Linked DNA regions of Rattus norvegicus: region 1 is linked to region 2. The links are chromatin contacts, called in public Hi-C maps. All regions are on one chromosome and are shown on one strand. Each heading gives the region's core, a stretch centred on a gene start, on an enhancer-like site or on the middle of the called end of the contact. The rest is flanking DNA. Distances are from core to core; before and after follow the strand shown.

The links. A called contact is a pair of places that touch in the nucleus more often than the background predicts.
Region 1: a contact with region 2 is called in a Hi-C map of frontal cortex, with 1.9 times the contacts expected there. The contact joins the promoter of Otud1 here to the enhancer-like site in region 2.

What each region holds. Positions count from the first base shown.
Region 1 is chr17:87,166,325-87,169,849 of GRCr8, forward strand. Otud1 (OTU deubiquitinase 1) reads left to right here and starts at 1,924. Exons shown (of 1, transcript NM_001400772.1): 1 at 1,924-3,525. The coding sequence starts at 2,255.
Region 2 is chr17:87,117,066-87,120,328 of GRCr8, forward strand. No RefSeq gene overlaps it. Among named protein-coding and RNA genes, the nearest start is that of C17h10orf67, 36 kb to the left of the region's middle. Within about 2 kb of position 1,521, at least 11 of the 93 cell types and tissues checked have an H3K27ac peak or open chromatin away from gene starts, as enhancers often do.

The DNA of each region.
Region 1 (3,525 bases), core at 674-3,173, 50 kb after region 2:
GTCCAGAACTTTAGAACTCTCCTCCCCATCACCTACAAAAGGAAGTGCCTCTTTCCGACTTACATTACCATGTAAAAGATGGGACAAATCTACTTTCTCCTGGTCAAAAGAATAGAGTCTGAGCATTCTGAGTCCAGTCCAGGATGGAGGCACTACAGATTATGCTATGCAATGGAGAAGGGGGAGGAATAGCAATTCCTTTAATAAGATAATATACTTTCCCTTCCCAGAAGACGTTGTGGCCGCTGGCATTCTTTTGTAAAGAACTCTGTGCTCTGGTCTTCCTTCTCTTCTGAGCTCTCATTCAGAAAAGGGTAATTTTCTCTTTTGCGTTGTTTTCTTGAAGATACCAGGCATGCATCTAGGAACACTGCATTTTTACTTTTCTCTGAAGCTACTATTACCGGAATTATTGGCTTACACGCTGTGTTCCAACTCAAGTTCGGCCATCCCTCCTCAATAAGGCAACTAAAAGTGCCAAATTAATGATGAAAAGCAAATTTTTAAAAAAAGAGATCTTACTAATCCACAAATTCTGTCTTGGAGTTGTGTTTCCTGAGGGTGAGGTTTAAATGCAAAGCAGGAGCTATGCCTAACTAAACACTGGCAAATGTGGTCCCCAGTCCATTTCTGTCTCAGCTCCAAATCTCTCCTGAAAGGTCAGCTCCAGAAGATAAGTACCTTCTCTGGGGGGAAATTCCTGTGCGGGCGTGTGTGAGTGTGTGTGTGTGTGTGTGTGTGTGTGTGTGTGTGTGTGTGTGTTCACTTTTTTTCCAATGGGCTAAATAAGAGGAAAGCACAAATGTCTTGTTTAGAATACACCTATTCTAGCCTGGTGGTTTACACCATCCCTTACCAGTGCAACAGCTGGCCAAACTCCGTTGCTGGACTTGCTGACCTGCCTTTTCCAGTCCTAACTTAAAAGGGCATGGCTTTTTAAAATTTCTCCTCCCTTCTCTGGCCAACTGCCAAGATTAGCAGATTACCTACCCTCTCAAACATTAGTAAAATTGTCCCCAAGGTTCCTTTTGAGCCGTTCAAAATGTTTTGATTAAGGAGTCTAAGAATCCCCAATGAGAGAGACCCTAGTAACAAGTAGAAATTACATTCCAGTGGAATGGTGTAATGCATGTAGCACAACCTGCAGGCTGTTTTTCCATACCAAGAAGTCACCTCCAATCCAATCTATATATCTGGAAATTAAATTTAATATTGGATTGAATCTCAGAATAATGTAAACGCTACTGTTACTGCAAGTAGGTACCAGTTTGGTAACACTCTGGCTTTCCTTTGCAAAGGAAGCACAGGTCAGTCTGTTGTCTCATTTCGTTGAGTTGTTCCAGAATATAGGTGGTGTGCCTCCTCTTGCCTCAAAGTTTAGCACTCGCGATCTACTTTCAAAAGGCTTTAAGCTGCATGTCATTTGGTGTTCCGAGGAAGGCTGCCTGAGAGCCTTCCTTTCGCCCATGCATTTTTGCTTAGCCGGGCAGCAAGATCGTGAAGACCAGACCCAAACTCCTTCATCTGAAGAACCGATTCAAGAAGTTGCTGAATGCCACTGGCCCTGCAAGATTCAAGGCAGAGCTCCGTCCCTAGTACGCACTTTGTTTTAGAAACGCGTTATTCCAACCTAGTCTTTTGCCCCGGCTAAGCCGGTCCCGCCGCTGCGTCACACAGCAGGACAGCGGCACAGCCCACAGACCTGCTTCCTAGGTACCCCGCAGCCAGCAACGGTAGTCAGGTTGACAGCGCACTCAATGCGCATGTCTGTAGCCCAGCCCCCGCCTCGCCCTCTCCGGCCACGCCCATGAGGCCGCCGCCGAGGGGCGGGGCGGCCCCGCTTGAATGGGGCGCGCATTCCTGGGGGACCATGTGACGCGGCCGCGCGGCCTGAGGTAAACAAGCGCGGCCCCGCCTCCTCTCATCCGCGCGCTGCACTCCTGCTTGCGGGCGGGCGGCGCTCGGCTGAGCGGGCAGCTTCTCCAACCGTCCCCAGCGGCCGGCGCGGGGCACAGCTGCCGCAGCGTCCTGCGCCCCTGTCCCGGGCCGAGCGCGCGCCCTCCGGTGCCCTCGGACCGCCCGCGCGCTGTGGCGCAGTACGAATTGGGTCGCGGCCCGGGCGCTATTCGCGGCTCCTGACGCGGCGGCCCGCGGCGCTGAGCTCAGCGCTATTCTCGGGCTCCGGGGCACTGCGCCCGAGGGTGTGTCTCCAAGCCGGGCTCGCAGCTATAAGGGGCCGCGGGCGGCCACGGCCATGCAGCTCTACAGCAGCGTGTGCACCCACTACCCTGCGGGCACGCCGGGCCCCACGGCCGCCGCCCCGCCTGCCACCACCGCCGCCTTCAAGGTCTCCTTGCAGTCAGCGGGCCCCGCCGCCGCCGCTCCGGAGCCGGATACCGGAGAGCGCCCACCCGCCGCGGCTACCGAACCACGCGAAGCCGCCGCCGCCGCCGCCATGCCCGCCTTCTCTGCCTGCTTCGAGCGGTCCGGGTCAGCCACCGCCGCCGCCCCACCCGGCGCGTGCTGCAAGCCGCCGCTGCCGCCGCACTTCACGTCTACGGCGCACATCGCCGTGCGGGCCCTGGGCGCCGAGCGCCTCCTGTTGCCGCCACCCTCGGCTCCCGCGCCTCCGCGTCGCGGCTCGTCCGCCTGGCTGCTGGAAGAGCTGCTCCGGCCCGACGAGCCCGCGGCCCCGAACGCCGCCCGCGACGCGCCCGACAGGAACTTCCGACTGAGCGAGCATCGCCAGGCCCTGGCGGCCGCCCAGCACCGAGCCCCTGCACCGGCCCCCGTCGGCCCGGAGCCCGGGGCCGGCCCGTGGAGTGAGGAGCGCCGGACGGAGCGCAGTCCCCGAGGTTGGGACCGGGCGAGCGGTCGCAGCGACGCCTCCGGGGCTGACGCGCACCGACGGCCGGATCCCGAAATTGAGGTTCACCCCGTACCCGCACCCGCACCCGCACCCGCACGGAGCAGCGGCGATCCGACCCAGAACGGTGAAGGCGAAGCTGTAGGCGCGCCCCGGGCGGATCCCAGGGATGAGAAGCTAGCCCTGTACCTGGCCGAGGTGGAGAGGCAGGACAAGTACCTGAGACAGAGGAACAAGTACCGATTCCACATCATCCCTGACGGTAACTGCCTTTACCGAGCTGTCAGCAAGACTGTGTACGGGGACCAGAGCCTGCACCGGGAGCTGAGGGAGCAGACCGTGCACTACATCGCGGACCACCTCGACCACTTCAGCCCCCTCATTGAGGGCGACGTGGGGGAGTTTATTATCGCTGCTGCCCAGGATGGGGCGTGGGCCGGATACCCCGAATTGCTGGCCATGGGGCAGATGCTGAATGTGAATATACACTTAACTACTGGAGGGAGGCTGGAGAGCCCCACCGTGTCTACCATGGTTCACTATCTGGGTCCAGAGGATTCTCTAAGGCCTAGTATTTGGCTTAGTTGGCTCAGCAATGGACACTATGATGCAGTGTTTGACCACTCCTACCCTAACCCAGAGTATGACAATTGGTGCAA
Region 2 (3,263 bases), core at 271-2,770:
CCTCTTAAGCCCTGTTACTGAATGGCTACCAATACTGTTGTCAGCCGTGCTTCACTGACCTTAAACTGTACTTCGAGGCTGGGAACCTGCCTTCGCAGGGTAAGATCACTGGCTTATAGAAGTGGAAATGGCCGTGTAACTAGAAGACTTTTCAGGAGGACTATTGATTACTCTCTTTTTGAATCTGTAGGCCAAAGCTCTTTCCTATCGGAGAGTTGAAACTATTTCTCTTTTACTCTTCTTTCCTCCCTTTTTCCCTCCCTCCCTTCTTTCCCTTTACTATCTCTCTCTCTCTCTCTCTCTCTCTCTGTGTGTGTGTGTGTGTGTGTGTGTGTGTGTGTGTGTGTGTGTTTATGCATTCTTTATCCATTCTGTCTGTTGATGGGCACCTAAGCTGCTCCTATTCCCAAAGAGGAATCTCTTTCCTAAGCTGCTGTGGGTTTCCGTGGCTGTGCATGTAGGCATAGGCTAGCTGGATCATATGCTGGATCTATTTTTAAAGCCTACCCTACTTTTCATTCTTCTCTGCAAGCGGCTTTTGTATGTTCTGTGAGCAAGAGTTCCCAGAAAGGAGTTATACCTTCCACTGAAGCTTCTGGAAGGCCCTTAGCTGATGGGAGCTGCAGCGACTGTGAAGAGTTTGGAATATTGCACATCTGGAGCCTACCTCTCTCTGGCCTCTTCCTAGACACATTGCCCTCTACTGTACCAGACCTGATATCTCCAGGGCCATCCGGTGAACCTTCCGGAGTGGACAATAAAACTCTAGTTTCCAACAACCCAAAGCCAAGGATGTCCCCTGAGGCCTACAGCAGAGGTTCTCCCCTCGCTTTTCACCCGTCTTCCTGGTGTTCCCACTAATAGAAATGGTTTGATGTTTGCCTTTCTTTGCTCTGTTACTATAAATGCTTCATGAAATGGCTTTTTCATGTGGAATTTGGGGGTAATCTCCATCTGCGTTCGCAGGCCGAGTCCACTCACGTTTGGCTCCAGAGTATACAATCCCCTTTGAGATGAGAGTTGTGTTTGTGCATGGATAGTTCTTTGGAGTAAATCATTCTATGGTCAGAACATTCGATGTTTAGCTTAAATCATTTCTGCACAGGAGCAAAGTCTGTAGCTACCCTGCAGCTGGAAACCTGAGTCTTTTGGGCTCAAGCTCTCCGCAGCGGGAGAAGTCAGAAAACCTCCCAAAGTTTTCCTCGTGGGGCTGGTTTCTCAAACCTCTAATTGTACTTTCAGTTTCCCTTTAAACTCTCTCCAAGCTTTCTGTCTTCTTTTGGATATGAAACCCAGAATTAAACACAGCATGCGAGAGGATATGGCTGGTCCTAGGTTTAGGGGACCAGTGCTGCACACTTCTTTCAGTGCTCAAGTTCCATTGATAGTTTGTACAATAGTGAGAAGGAAGATACCAAGGTATGGTCAGATTTCTTGCTGATGGCCAGCCCACGTTAGTGGACCGAACGGCCTCCAGGCCCTCTTCGATTGGAGCACCGTGCAAAGCTGAGAAGCCCTTCCAAATGTCAGAAAAGGATCCAGGAAGTGAAGGATGATTCACAAGTGGGTTGCCTGGCATTCGTGTCCTAAGACCTAGTTACTGCAAAATTACAGCCTCAAATAGCTTATCCTGCCTACTCCAGAATTAACCACACATTCCTCAGCACCAACACTGTCCTGTTGAAGATACTACAGCACTTCATGGCTAAAAACACCAAGAAGTGTCACTCTGGCTTTGTTTCACAGGAAGCAGATGTCTCTTTTTGGGCAATGTTTCAGAAGAAATCCTCAACCAACACTTGAATTCACCTTTAAAACACAGAGTGGAACCTTGAGAAGAAGACATATCCTTTATTTTATGGGATTAACATATTCTTAGAACCTCACCTACAAATCATACAAATTCATCACTGCTGGCCAATCCTTATTTTCTTCATATCGTTCAAAATGAAATTCCAGAGTTGTTTTCTAGGACGAGGCAATAGAACTCAGGAAGAAAGTAAGCTCTCTTATTTACCAGCCTCCGAGCAAACATACTGAAGGGAAATGATATTTCTGACTTAAAACATTAAGTGGCAAAGGAACTGAGGCGGTAGATTGCACTTTTAAAGAAATTCAAAGGAAAACTGCCACTTATTTTGAATCTAAGACAAATTGGAGTTAGGGCTGTAGCCTGTCTGCACAGGGCTCCAGGTGAAGTCCTCACCTGCCCCTCCAATATTGACATACTGAGGAAACTCTTGAGGTGTAGGCAAACTGAAGTTGTTATAAAACCTTCCCTTGACGCTGCCTGTGACACGTGCTTGGCATACTTGTATGGTACATCCCCAAGTCTTAGGGGAACATTCGCCCTTTGAACAAATGCATGAAACACATACCGGACAAGAAATCAAATTAATCAATAAAGACACAAATTACACACACACACACACACACACACACACGCACACACACACACGCACACACGCACACACACGCACACACACACGCACACACACGCACACACACGCACACACACGCACACACACGCACACACACGCACACACACACACACACACACACACGCACACACACACACACACACACACACACGCACACACACGCACACACACGCACACACACGCACACACACACGCACGCACACACACGCACACTGATTTATTTGGACTTCTATAAATCAGATTCTCCGTGTGTACTTCCACCAAAGGAAAACATTTATGACGTGTTTTAAGACTCTCCGAGTCGATGTAGATCGCTCCTGAGAGACACAGCCAGAATACAGCAAACACAGAGGCGAATGCCAGCAGCAAACCACTGAACTGAGAATAGGTCCCCTATTGAAGGAATCAGAGAAAGAACTGGAAGAGCTTGAAGGGGCTCGAGACCCCATATATACAACAATGCCAAGCAACCAGAGCTTCCAGGGACTAAGCCACTACCTAAAGACTATACATGGACTGACCCTGGACTCTGACCCCATAGGTAGCAATGAATATCCTAGTAAGAGCACCAGTGGAAGGGGAAGCCCTGGGTCCTGCTAAGACTGAACCCCCAGTGAACTAGTCTATGGGGGGAGGGCGGCAATGGGGGGAGGGTTGGGAGGGGAACACCCATAAGGAAGGGGAGGGGGGAGGGGGATGTTTGCCCGGAAACCGGGAAAGGGAATAACACTTGAAATGTATATAAGAAATACTCAAGTTAATTAAAAAAAAAAAATTAAAAAAAAAAAAAGACTCTCCGAGTCATATTTTCAGATTTCTTCT